Linked DNA regions of Mus musculus: regions 2 and 3 are each linked to region 1. The links are chromatin contacts, called in public HiChIP or PLAC-seq maps. All regions are on one chromosome and are shown on one strand. The core of a region is the stretch at or near the end of the contact, and the rest is flanking DNA. Distances in the headings are between cores, read along the strand shown. Region 1 has its middle 26 kb from the start of Gm31463. Region 2 has its middle 190 kb from the start of Gm31401. Region 3 has its middle 160 kb from the start of Gm31135.

Region 1 (4,449 bases), core at 1,400-3,899:
TGCTGATCCACAAAGCAGCGTGGGAGCCTGGTGCAGAGACGGCATCTAGATAGAGGTCCTGACGCTGAATTGTCAGTTCTCCAAGTACCTGCTGATGGGCTAGGCCAGTGGCAGAGTGGAGGTGATGGATTAAAACTGGATAAATAACTGGGCCCTGCTTTGTATGGGTTCTGGTTGTCATGTTGTGTGTGAGTTTTATTTTGCTTCTAGCCTGGAGAACTGAAATCCAATGAAAGCCAAGAGCCCTGCCCCTTTGTAAGGCGGAGGCAGAAGCAGCTCTCAAGCACTTCACAGTGGGGTTTGAGAGACACAGGAGACCTTGAAAGGAACACTGTGGGACAGCTGGGGGAGGGAGGGGGAGGACGGTGGAGGGGGGGGGGTCAGCGGAGGTGGGAGAAAGCTCTGTCTCCAAGGCTGCGTTTTAAGCCATGTGTCCTTGTTCCATGGCTTGTTCAGTCCAGATAAAAATCCAATCTAAGGCGGCTGTGGTGGCATATGCCTCTGATCCCAGTACCTGGAAGGCAGAGGCAGGCAGATCTCTGTGAGTTTGAGGGTAGCCTGGTCTACATAGTAAGTTTCAGGCCATCCAGTGCTACATTAAGAAAAAAATCCTAGATAGGATACCACAAAAATAATTTTTTAAAAAAGGAACAACATGCCGGGCGGTGGTGGCCCACGCCTTTAATCCCAGCACTCGGGAGGCAGAGACAGGCGGATTTCTGAGTTCGAGGCCAGCCTGGTCTACAAAGTGAGTTCCAGGACAGCCAGAGCTATACAGAGAAACCCTGTCTCGAAAAACAAACCAACAAACAAAAAATAGCAACATGTCCCTTGGCTCCTGGGTGCTTCTCTATACCCCAGTGCTGCTCCTGGTTTCGGATGCGTTAACCACGAAGACCTCAGGCAGAAAAGCAGGAAGCACAAGGAGGCTGACTTGATCTACCCCACTGTGTGAGTCCAGCCATTTTAAATCTGAAATACTTTGAAGACACTCGGGGACAAACACCTTTGTTTCTTCGAGCCTATGAAGGACAAGGAGAAGTGGTTGCCACACTACTTTCACAAGAACCTTCCTCATCCCATTTGAGGGAAAACATCCTCAGAGAACAGCTCTCCTCTCTTTCATCTGCCAGCGATGACGGCTGCAGTCTCCTCTGTTTGCAGCTTTGTGTGTAGGCCTCAAATGACCCATCCGTTTCCCAGGTTGTGTGCTGAAGTAGCTCCTTGGTCCTCTGAGATTTAACAAGGAAATCTCCTGTCTGATTCCCCATCTAACTAAGGCCCTTGAAGCCTGTATTCTCCTGTCCTATCTATGAACATTTTAACATAATGAGTATGTGGTTATATGCATTGACATAAGCTTCATATAGGAGTTGATTATCTTTTTTTTGTACTGGAAACTGAACACAGGGCTTCATGCGTGCTAGGCAAGCATTCTACCACATGGACCTACTTCCTAGATTTTTTTTTTTTTTTTTCAATGTGCTATATAAGTCAGGATTTTGCTAAGTCACCCAGGCTGGCTGTACACTTATTTTTGTAAGCCAAGCAAGGATCCTCTTGCTACATCCTCCCATATAGCTGCGATGACAGGTTGGCACCACTAGGCCTAGCCACACCAATATTTAGAAGCAAGTCACGATTTTTTGTTCAGTTAGCCCTGCGCACCTCCCACAGTGAATGAAATGGTGAAAACTTTCAGGTGTGCAGGTTGAGGTCCACAGTGGACCACAGCCTTAGAGCATGGCCTCGTGTACTGAAGGGACGGTCCAGACAGAGTCGGAAGAGGAGATGAGCGAAGGATAGCGCACTTAGCTCTGCGGGAAGTAGAGGAGAGCAAAGCAAGGGGGCCTCTGTGGCCAAAGTTTGCGTTCTACCATTTAACAGGCTTCCACATCCCGGATGGCAACTTGAAAAACTGAGCTCGTGGCCTTGATTGATAAGTCAGAGGCATCAAAGAGTGTTTTCTCTTAGTAAGTCTCTCTCCCACCCTCCAACTGCACAAGAGCTGTGCTATTTCGCGACTGTGTCATGGGAAATGTTACATTTGTTTGTAACTTAGATACTGCTTGGTCGCAGCAGGTCAAGATTGTTGGTAAAACTTTGAAATGCCCCTGTAGGATGGGGCTGTAGCTCTGCAGTATACCACCTGCTTAGCATCCAAAAGGCACTGGGTTCCACGTCTACCAGCACCATAAAAAAAAGAAAACCAGCAAGCATAAAACCAGGCCACGGGTAGTCACTACTGCACTGAGGGTATCTGGTTACTCAGTGTGTGGGAAAGAGGCAAGTGTCTTACATTATATTGCAAATATAACACTTGATAAACATATTTCAGGATATTTGGTTTCCTTTGAGAGCAGTTTCAAAATAGTTGGCTTTGTGATGTGCTGTGCACTTTATTTTATGGATTTTAAAATCTTGTCATCAGGAGAGAGGAGTCCACGACTTATCCAAACTGCTAAAAGTGTCCTGAACCACCAAACTCATCAAGAGTTCCTTCTTGGCTGGCCACACGGTGACACACTTTTCATAGAAGTAGCTAGTGCCACTTCCTGAAGGAGAGTTGCCTCGCTGAGCAGACAGGAGTTCGTGAGGCAGAGGGTGGGGTACAGCAGTTCCTGGGGCAGCTTGGGTTCACCAGGCAGGCAGTCCTGCCAAGTTCTGAGTCATCTGTGCCCCAGGAACTGGAAGGAGCAGGTGGGGCAGGCAGACTCCACTTTACAAACACCAGGCTCCTTCGTCTCTGCTTATCTAGTGCACTGTGTGGGCTCCAGGCCTGTCTCACTCTCTCACCCAGGACTTTCATCCCATCTCTGACTCAGCTTCCTGGGGTAACCACGCACACTCCAGGCTCTTCTGCAGGAGCCACCTGGTTGACCAAACCCACTTGCCCCCACTAACCAGGATCTTGACTTGACAGAATCACCTCCTTCCAGAGTCATGTGGGCTCAACATGGGCTTCTCTGAATCAGCTGAAGCAACCCTGCTTCTATTCACAATGGCAGCAGGAGGTGAGAAGCTGAGGGGGCCGAAGAGGGGAAGTGCAGATGAAGAGGGAGCTGTGGGGTTTGCTTGTGTTTCTTGTCTGAGTTCACAGACCTAATATGAGTCACAAAGCTATCAGATGCCAGGTTGCTGCTGGGATAAGAGGGAGGAATGTCTCACTCCCTTCACCTGCACACTGTTTGCAGGTGAAATTGGCTCCTCTGATTCCTTCAGGAGCGCCACCTTCCAGGCTCCCTCAACTTGTGGTCTGGGGCTACATATAGCCAATGGCAGACATGAATGCAAGCCACCTAAGTTGTCTTGCCTATAAGACTATTATATTGTTTACAGTTTAAAAAGAAAAAGCCAACCATGCAGTTGGCTCTTGGGTGTGAACTTTGTAAATGACAACTTCCTGCTGTCACAGCAAAGGTTTGTTGTAAGATACCCATTCAAGGTAGGGCTTATCCAGTGGTGTATTCGCAGGGCCACAAGGCTGAGTTCCACTCTCTTCTTCTTGGCCACAGGGCCCTGGGGCTCAGGTTGCTATGTCTAGGGACTTAAAGGACCAGTTGGGTCCCCACCAGAGACATCCTTATAACTGTGGCATTACTGCGGACGTTGCCCAGGTTGGCCTAGATTGCTGCCAATATTCTTTGCATTGGCAGATTATATGGGTAATAAATTCGAAGTGTCGTCACCTATGACTTGGTGAACATTAAGCTAAATGCTGTAAGGGCTGATAGTGTACTCTTGTATATTTCAATTATAACTCTCCATCCTGCCATGAAATGGCAGCTGAGAGGAAGCATCCTTCTTTGGGTGTGGTTCTTAAACTTAAATAATCATGTTTTAAAGCTCAGTGCTTATCCACTCACTAGATCAACTCTGTGGGAACTCTACAACAATGGCCAGCACAGAAGCCAACTGCAGGCAGTGGTGGACGTGACCACACCCAGTCACGGAGACGACCACTGGAAACTGCAATACTGTTATTTACTTTACAGACGACAAGGACACGGGGACACTGGATCAGAGGCTGGAATGTGCTATGAGGGAAGAGTTACTACATTTACTTATTTATTTTTGTGTTTCTCAGGGCATGGAAGTACTACAGCACGTTTGGAAGTCAGAGAACAACTAATGAAAGTTCACCCTTTCCTCTCACCACATGGGTGGAGTCAAATTCAGGGCATCAAGCTTGGAGCCAAATGCCTTTCCTGTTAAACCACCTGGCTGGCCCATGTGATCTGATTTTAATAAGAAAAAAAAAGAATTTAAGTTAAAAAGAAAAAAAAAAGATTATCATAGTAGCGAGGCACAATCTCAGCACTTGAGGGGCTGAGGCTGGAGGATTTCCACAAGCTAAAAGCCATCCTTAGGTCCTAGGTTAGCATAAAAAACGTCACCAAATGGAGGTAACAGTATGTTTTCTACTGCTATGTGACATTTGATAACCTG
Region 2 (4,449 bases), core at 576-3,075, 330 kb before region 1:
AGCTCTGGTATCTGGAATGAATTCTGCCTCTTTCCTAAGCTAGTTCCACACAGTACCTTCAGTTTTCTTCAGCCAGTATCCTATGTTCTTGTCATCTACCTAGCTATATAAAGCAGGAATAAAGAGGCAAGACTATCACTATGTCTATAGTATCTTCACAATAGAAAAACTCTTATACCTATTCATTTAGCTGTAGATGCCAGAAATGGTTTTACCCTCAGTGTCAACCAAAGCTCTTTTAAGACTTCCATGCAGGAAATCTGATCTTGATACATGTTGCTAGACTCTGCCACTGTCTAGACCCATGATGTCAACCCTCTCACTCTGGAATCTTTTATGCTGGGATGACTATCATTATATGGGGGCTGGTATGAAGTCGTGCTACCAATTGAAGATGCAACATGGCCCTTTGGACCACACCTTCTGTAGCCTCTGTGCATTCATTTTTAAAATTGAACTATTAACCTCCATCTTTTGTTTTTATGTGTTTCATCCCCTGATTTATCCATCTACTCTCATGTACTCCTAGACTTGTATAACCCTTGATATAAGTGTGCTGTTTTTAGGTTTTTTGAAGGTCATCTATAAAAACACGTGCCAGCCTCTGGCTTCCAGTGTAGGTCATGTCAGGAAAGAAATACAGTTTCCAGGAGCAGATGAAGCCCCAGAGACAATCAACTGACTATTCTGTGTGAACAAGCAGGGAGACAATAGACACTGAAGAATGAAACAAACAAATCTTCCTGCCACAATCATCTTCCTTTTTCTGAAAGGCAATCACCAGGTTGGTACCATTTCTTTCCAGGGGGTGTGATCTCTTCTTTTTGCTGGATTGGTCCTTGAGCTTATAGATCAATAACAATATGTTCCTTTTTCCTGGCCCAACCTTCCAACACAGACATGCAGATCCCTTGCAGCAGGCATCACCCTTTTACAAGTTGTATAATTCTATAGATCAGCTCTCAACAGATGTAACACTTCTGCCCTGAACACCGGAAAGGATGGAGCTCTAAACAAAAGTGTGCTATAGCCTGAATCCTCAGGTAAGCCTACATTTCCTGTTCCTTGGCAAGAATTAATATCTGGTAAGTTGCAAGCCCTCAGAGTAGTCTCTACTTTTGTTTGTACAAACCAAGAAATAATTATGAGGGGTCTCATGTCTAAGTGGTAACTGGCTGTCACAGAGCAGGAACACAGACAAGACTACCACATTACCTAAAGGGGTGTTGCATTAGCTACTGTCCCATCACTGTGACCACAATGCTGATAGAAACAATATGAAAGAATAATAGTTTGCCTTGGTTAAAACAGCTCATCATAGAGAGGGAAGGGAGGGTATAACCTGCAAAGGCACGCCCTGTGACCACATCTACCAGCTATGTCCTACCTCCAGATGGCTTCACAGCCTTCAAAAATAACCCTATGTGGTGGGTAGCCAGCATCTGAAGAATGACTCTTGGAAGCACATTTCAGGTTCAAATCATCTAAAGGACAAAAGAGTTTCTGAAAGTAGAGCTCGCCAACATTGACATGCAAACTCATCATATTAAAACCATCCTTTGCCTTCAAGGAATACAACACCTCCACTGTATGAAAGACCTCCAGAGGAGATATCACTGTCTCCATCAAGACGGGTTTCAGTATTTAACATTCCTTACCATTAGCCAGCTTTTAAATCTAACTGAAATCCTGCTTCCTGCTGTTCAAGTTGGGAAATATCCTTCTCTGAAGGAATTTAAAATTAGAAAGTTACTCATCAGGCCAGGTATCAGTGCCAGCAATTATCTACATACGGAAATATTTGAGGTCTGGCACTTTCAAAAGCTTGATCCCATTATTCACACATTCTGCAGCCAGAGACCAAGACACAAGATATTCTTGTGACCTACTTGGGAAGCCATCTGGCTCTCAGATCCAACTGTGAGATTTTTTGATCCAGCCTTCACACCAGTGGTAGCACTGCCAGCAGGACTCAGAGGGACAGCGTCTGTTTCCAGTATAGTTTATGTCTGCCATGACTCTGTGAGCCCCTCAGTATGGCAGTAAGATGAAACGGATATAGGCAGACTCCTAAAGTGCATCAAAGTATTGGCCTAGATGCCTGGATACCTAGATGGTGATTGCCAACATTTGCCAGAATTTCTCCAGCCTGAGGAAACCTTTAACATCACAGGCCATCTTAGCTTTCTGTTCATCTAAATGACCCTTGCGAAGACTGTCATTCTGTCTACCTTAAAAACCCATGGTAAAAATCAGATTTGCTTTAAAGGTGTCTATTTTTCTTGATGAGAATCTCCTTATAAGGTGTTCTCCCCATTCCAAAAGGCCTACTATTTTCAAGCCTGAAAGGCAGTGTTGCTCAACAGTCATATAGCTGAATTGATAACACTTTCATAATGTCTGGTTCCACACCCTGAATGACAAGACAGTTCTGTATAAATCCTTTTAAAGGGGAATCTTCACAGACTTCCATGCAGCCCTGCAAAGCAGCAAATTTGACAAATCCTTTCAGAAGGTGCTACATACCATCAACATGTGAATCATCTTTAAATCATTTCCTTAACAATAGCTGCATTTTGAATGGTACAAATTACTTGGCTGGAGGAGACTCGGAGGGTGCCAGCACTCTGATAAACTCACCACTCAGATGAAGTCAGCACACTGTCACTTCCTATATGCTCAGTGGGGGAGAGAGGCCAGGCCTCAAATGCTCACACATATCTCTTATGAAAAATCACAAGTCTAAATTGACAGGACTGCTTAGGAAGCAAACTTTCCCACTGCAAAGGGAGCTGTGTGTTTCCTCAGAGAAGCTGAAACACTCACCCCTACACTTCAGTGTTCCTCATATACATCTTCATCTTCATCATCACCACCACTACCACCACCATCATCATCTAGCAACAGTGATCCCCATCTTCCCCATGAAGGGCCAAGAATGTCCAGCTCCATAGACCTCCCCCCAACCACATATATAGTGACAGTAAAGATTTTGACATGAGATAAACACGCCCAAATCATCCACTTGGATACCAATAAATCCCAAACATCCTCATAAGAAAGAAGAAGGTCAAAGCAGAGGTTTGACAAGGTTGCAGTGATGAGGCTGATGAAAAGAAGAACCCATGAGCCAAAGGACATAGCCTGTGAGTCAGAGCATCAGGAAAATGACTGGTCCTGAGAGCTTCCAGACCATGCACAATCCCACTGACACCTGGATCAATCCCATGAGTACCCTGACATCCAAACCTGGAAGACATCTTTTTGGAAAATGTTTATGGAGATACAATTCACATACCACTCCATTCACCCATTAAAGACACCAATCTAATATTTTTGCTTTATTTTACAATGACCAGCATAATCTTCTTGAGATCATTTCTGCCAACTAATTGGGAAACTTCGTATCTGTTGGTAGCGGCTTCGCATCTGCCCTCTAACCCAACACCAGTCTAGCTCCTTGACTTCATGTCTTTATACAATAAGTTTAGAGGCACTCAGCATCTAGTGATCTGTTTACAACAACACTAGAAACTTGAAATATGTGACAGAATCACATCACAGAACAAAAGTATAAATCAGAGGGCTGGAAAGATGGCTCAGAAGATAAGAGCACTAACCGCTTGCTCTTCCAGGGGACCTGGGTTTAATTTCCAGCACCCACATAGCAGCTCACAACTGTCTATAACATCAGTTCCAGGGAATCTGCCACCCTCACATACAGACATAGATGGAGGCAATGCACTACCAATTCACATAAAATAAAAATAAATCTTTACAAAAAAAGTGTAAGGGCACCTGAAAAAATGTTCAACATCCTTAATCATCAGGGAAATGCAAATCAAAACAACCCTAAGATTCCACCTCACACCAGTCAGAATGGCTAAGATCAAAAATTCAGATGACAGCAGATGCTGGCGAGGATGTGGAGAAAGAGGAACACTCCTCCATTGTTGGTGGGATTGCAAGCTTGTACAACCACTCTGGAAATCAGTCTGGGGGTTCCTCAGAAAATTGGACATAGTACTACCAGAGGATCCCGCAATACCTCTCCTGGGCATATATCCAGAAGATGTTCCAACCGGTAAGAAGAACACATGCTCCACTATGTTCATAGCAGCCTTATTTATAATAGCCAGAAGCTGGAAAGAACCCAGATGCCCCTCAACAATGGAATGGATACAGAAAATGTGGTACATTTACACAATGGAGTACTACTCAGCTATTAAAAAGAATGAATTTATGAAATTCCTAGGCAAATGGATGGACCTGGAGGGCATCATCCTGAGTGAGGTAACCCAATCACAAAAGAACTCACACAATATGTACTCACTGATAAGTGGATATTAGCCCAGAAACTTAGAATACCCAAGATATAAGATGCAATTTGCTAAACGCATGAAACTCAAGAAGAATGAAGACCAAAGTGTGGACACTTTGCCCCTTCTT
Region 3 (4,449 bases), core at 1,284-3,783, 270 kb before region 1:
GAGCCCAAGAGAGAAACAGGTGTGGCTCACAGGTGGGATCAAAGAGGCTTTGGATATGATTTTGACAAAACGAGTTGGTCCATTTGTGAGAGTCCCACTGTCGTGCCTCAGAGCTGTGTCTTAATTACCATTTACCAGTGATGCCCTATTAGGGAAGTAGAAAGGGAATGAGCAAGTTCCTAATTGCACCTTGCCTCTCTGGAGCTCTGGGCCGGCGCCTTTTCTCACATGCTTCCTCTTTGAGATAACCCATCTGTGCTGCCTCCTCTGAGACAAATGCTCCTTGTGGTGGCTCTACACCTCTTACATCAGGAAGATGGTGACAGACGCAGGAGAAGACGGATTTGTTGGGTTACGTTCCATCCCACCACGCGAATAGAAAAGAATGAGTTACCCAAGCAAATAATTGTGTTTGCTTTATGTTTTGGTGAAAGGGGAGAAGACATAAGAAAGCCACAGAGGACCCCGGGGTTCAAAATATTTAGAAACCTTCTTTACTTTCCAAACAGAGCCAGAATGGCAAAGAGAGGTACAGAAATTGGAAACAGCCTCGCAGAAGAATTGGCTGGCGTCGTGGCTCAGCAGCTGCTGTTAGGAATCGAGAGAAGCAACTCATTTAATTCCTGTGTTCTTTTAGGGGTCGGAGACCCAGAAAGAGAAGGCTGCATCCTGACGGCATTAAACGTGATTTATCTATCTGCCTTCCAGGATTGAAATGTCCCCAAGTGATGCCAAAAGTATGTTCCAGAAGGCAGTGACGACTCAGGAAGGGATCATTGTTTTGGTAAGGCCCTGCTTCTATATCCCTTCCTTCATTTGGTGCCAAATACAAGCAAGGCAATTAAAACAAGATAAGGAGGAGGGCCACTGCTGCCAGGACGGTGATTTCAACAATGCCATGTTACCAGTCCTCTCAGCCTCTCCTACAGCTCCCAAGAGAGTTCTAGAATCTGCAGGAGTATGTGTTCTTAGGACAGTACGTCCAGGCATCCTCTACCTGTCGGACTCGTGGGCTGGCACCACAACCTCAGGAGTTACTCCCTGGGCCCTCCCCTGGTCAAGGGAGTGCCTAGCAGCAGGCTCCTTCCAGGTTGAGTGACCTAATAAGCTGCAGCAGAAGCAACAGTGGACTTGTTGAAAGAACAGCGAAAGGGACAAAGGGGAAGTAGTGGTGTTGGGGAAGTAGAAGGAGGCCCAGGTGAATGCCTGGGGCTTGCTGGACAGACAGTCTAGCCTACTCAGGGAGTTCCTGGCTAGTGAAAGACACTGCCTCAAAACAAAACAAAACATAGCTGACTGGAACCTGAGGAAAGACATTCAATGTTTTACTTTGTCCTCTACAAAACAAAAAAAAAAACAAAAAACAAAACAAAACAAAACAAAAACTATACTCACATATGTACTCCAAACTACATGAGTATATGTGCATCTTAAGAATAAGGGAAATGCTAATAATAACATATCAGGCAGGGGGAGGGGCCTGGTGTCTGTGTGATGGCCATTGGCACTTTCCTCTCTTAGACTCAGGTCTCTGCTCAAAGGTGTCTCCTCAAAGAGCCATGCCCCTGCCACCCACTGTCACCCCCCTCCTGATCCTCCATTGTTTCCACCTATAACTGCCCTCTGTTCCTCCAAGCCTGCATGTTCTACCTCCCGATGGATACAGTCTTAAAGGATCTTACAGTGTTTCCAGCCATTTGTTTCAGATCCTTCCCAAAGAAATGCACTTCTGCAAGAAACAGTGTCTCACTTTCCTTGTTCCTCTCAGAAGCCTACTGCCCAGCAAATACTAGAATAAACAGAGAGAGAAATCAGCCAATCTCCATCCTGGTCTGGTTTTCATAGGCAATCTGTTTACTGCTGAAAACTACAGCAAGCATGTTTCCAGTGTAACAAGAGTGCTCTAACATTAGCATCTATCTGGGCTGTGCCCTGTGAGTCTGCCATACCAGACCCAAGCATCCTGCATGTTTTGATATTATGCTTTAGGTTTAAAAGCCTACAGGGTGGGAACCACAACCTTCCATATGAAGGCTCTCTGTTAAATACATTGTAATTAAGAAATTTCACTAATGAGCATTCTGACCTGGATACCCTGAAGCCAATGGTTTATTCTTAAAACTCAATATTATTTTATAAGAATTTTGTTTATTTTTCTACAGACTTAAAAAGTCTAATAAGGTAAATTCACTGAGTAGATAGAAAATCAGAAGATTCAAATTCAAGTTCTCCCTCTATTATCTTCCATCTAATGCTGTGTGAGTAGGTGTCTCTCTGTGTCAGTTTCCTGGTGGCAAAATTAAGGTAATAACTTCCAACCCGACCTGAGCAGATTGGGGGCGGGGAATCACCTTTTTAATTAGTGTAAAACACCCTGCTATTCTGAAAAAGTGTGACACTCACTCACAGAGGCTAGTGCTCCAACTCAGCTTCCAGGAAATGCTTCCAGGGAACAACTGTTAGACACACAGCTGTTCAGAGAAAATGCAAGCCAGAGAAACGCGTGTGATTAATGGGGCTGAGCAGAGTCTGTGATAACAGTACACTCATTGGACTTGGCTGGGATTGTCCTTCTAGAGAAGTTAAGTATTTTATAAATACTATCTCTTTCATCCTTTTAAACTTCCTGTGATGTGGCATTTATTACATGCAGCTTCCAGATGGACAGCCAACCACAGAGAAATGTATGGCTGTTCCAAGGGCCCAGGAGGGTCTGTATGCTCAGAAAAAGGAGGAGGGGGGATGGCTTTGATTGATGGAGTCAGTCATTCATCTGCTCGTTCACTCATTCACTCAACAGGAAATGTTGAAACTCCATTATGTGTCAGACGCTGACCTCGGGACTCAGGGAGGAGACTGGGATAAGGAAAGCATGTTAACTTGTGTTGAGCTGAAGGGCCCAGTAAAGGGGAACACAAAACAAGAGATAAAAGGCACTCACATGAAGCATTGCAAATTGTGACACATAGTAACAACATCGTAGGGTCTCAAAATGATTCTAGTGCTATGTTTGTGTTATAAGGATATAAATAAGCTTTTAATGGCATGAAAAGATGTGTACTGAGTTAAAGAAATGTAGAGGGGGCAGCTTGTTATGTGGCATAGTAGTTTATGCAAATCAGAAAATAAAGAACTGTACTGTTAGTATAACAGGTGCCCAAACTATGGGCCATTTCCATCCCTTTCTCCATATCTAAATGTGTGTATGTGTGTGAGCACATGTATCAAACCGCATGAGTGGAGGTCAGAGGACACCTTGCAGGAGCCTTTCTTTTCATCGTGCGGGTTCTGGGAATAGAACTTGGGCTGCCAGTTGTGGCAGCAAGCACCTTTTCACCCACCGGCTCTACTCTCTTCTTTCTTTATAGCTATTTTTTTTAAGTAAGCGTGAGTTGGTAGTGGAAAAAATAAACCTCAAAAAACCACTTTAAATACACCCTACAATGCCAAATGCAAAGCCTATGGACAGACTCTGGATAGAATTCTGTGTAGCAACCATGTATCCACATGTGGCTCTAAGAAGGACCCCACAAATGCTCACAGTCATCTATTGGATGGAACACAGAGCCCACAATGGAGGAGCTAGAGAAAGCACCCAAGGAGCTGAAGGGATCTGCAACCCTATAGGTAGAACAACAATATGAACTAACCAGTACCCCCAGAGCTCGTGTCTCTAGCTGCATATGTAGCAGAAGATGGCCTAGTCGGCCATCACTGGGAAGAGAGGCCCCTTGGTCTTGCAAACTTTATATGCTCCAGTACAGGGGAACACCAGGGCCAAGAAGTGGGAGTGGGTGGGTAGGGGAGCAGGACGGGGGAAGTGGTATAGGGGACTTTTGGGATAGCATTTGAAATGTAAATGAAGAAAATATCTAATAAAAAATAATGTGGAGGGAAAAAAAAAAGCAGGATTCCACAAGAGAAGAACCAAGGGAAAGGAAGTGCTTGTGAATGGACGCTGGCCTGGTCCAGGAGGAAAGGCGCTGCTGCTTGACAAAGAAACCATGCTGGCATTGGTCTAGGTGAGCATAGAGCTGTGCCGACATTGTGCTGCCACAGTCTGAACCTTGGCAAACTCCGATAAGGCAATATCATGCTACCCTGCGCCCAGGTGCACCTTCTCAGAGGCAGGGGACTGATTGAAAAGGGGAACGGTATGGGCTCGTTGGTTTCTGGTACATCAGTGGGATCAAGATGTGATTGGGTGGATTCTCAGAGAGACCGATCAGGCAGCACCTGGACCTTTTCATTGTGTCTGTTAATATAAATAGTGTGGTCTAGGGAATTGCCATTATATGAGATGCTGAGCTATGACTTACAGGGGTAAAGAGGTGGCATAGTTACCATGCTGGCTGGCAGGCTCTGCCTGAGTTCCTCCACCCACAGGGAAGTCACAGTCACAAGAACAAGTCAGGGGAGGAAGGCATAGCCTGTCAGTAAAGCTAATGT

What was found. HiChIP or PLAC-seq counts read pairs in DNA pulled down with a chosen protein or histone mark.
Region 2: a contact with region 1 is called in a FOXA1 HiChIP or PLAC-seq map of pancreatic cancer cells. The contact joins two enhancer-like sites. A contact is called at or near these places in 1 of 15 datasets of contacts at CTCF or cohesin (the NIH/3T3 cell line), 3 of 484 Hi-C or Micro-C datasets (embryonic fibroblasts and pancreatic cancer cells) and 2 of 115 datasets of contacts at active chromatin or transcription factors (pancreatic cancer cells and trophoblast stem cells).
Region 3: an HNF4G HiChIP or PLAC-seq map of pancreatic cancer cells shows a contact between it and region 1. The contact joins two enhancer-like sites. A contact is called at or near these places in 1 of 15 datasets of contacts at CTCF or cohesin (the NIH/3T3 cell line), 1 of 484 Hi-C or Micro-C datasets (nephron progenitors) and 1 of 115 datasets of contacts at active chromatin or transcription factors (pancreatic cancer cells).

Annotation. Positions count from the first base shown.
Region 1 is chr8:8,600,147-8,604,595 of GRCm38.p6, forward strand. No RefSeq gene overlaps it. Among named protein-coding and RNA genes, the nearest start is that of Gm31463, 26 kb to the left of the region's middle. Within about 2 kb of position 2,650, at least 109 of the 459 cell types and tissues checked have an H3K27ac peak or open chromatin away from gene starts, as enhancers often do. A contact at or near this core is called in the NIH/3T3 cell line, embryonic fibroblasts and pancreatic cancer cells, where this site is marked.
Region 2 is chr8:8,272,611-8,277,059 of GRCm38.p6, forward strand. No RefSeq gene overlaps it. Among named protein-coding and RNA genes, the nearest start is that of Gm31401, 190 kb to the left of the region's middle. Within about 2 kb of position 1,826, at least 52 of the 459 cell types and tissues checked have an H3K27ac peak or open chromatin away from gene starts, as enhancers often do. A contact at or near this core is called in the NIH/3T3 cell line, embryonic fibroblasts and pancreatic cancer cells, where this site is marked.
Region 3 is chr8:8,325,713-8,330,161 of GRCm38.p6, forward strand. No RefSeq gene overlaps it. Among named protein-coding and RNA genes, the nearest start is that of Gm31135, 160 kb to the right of the region's middle. Within about 2 kb of position 2,534, at least 24 of the 459 cell types and tissues checked have an H3K27ac peak or open chromatin away from gene starts, as enhancers often do. A contact at or near this core is called in the NIH/3T3 cell line and pancreatic cancer cells, where this site is marked.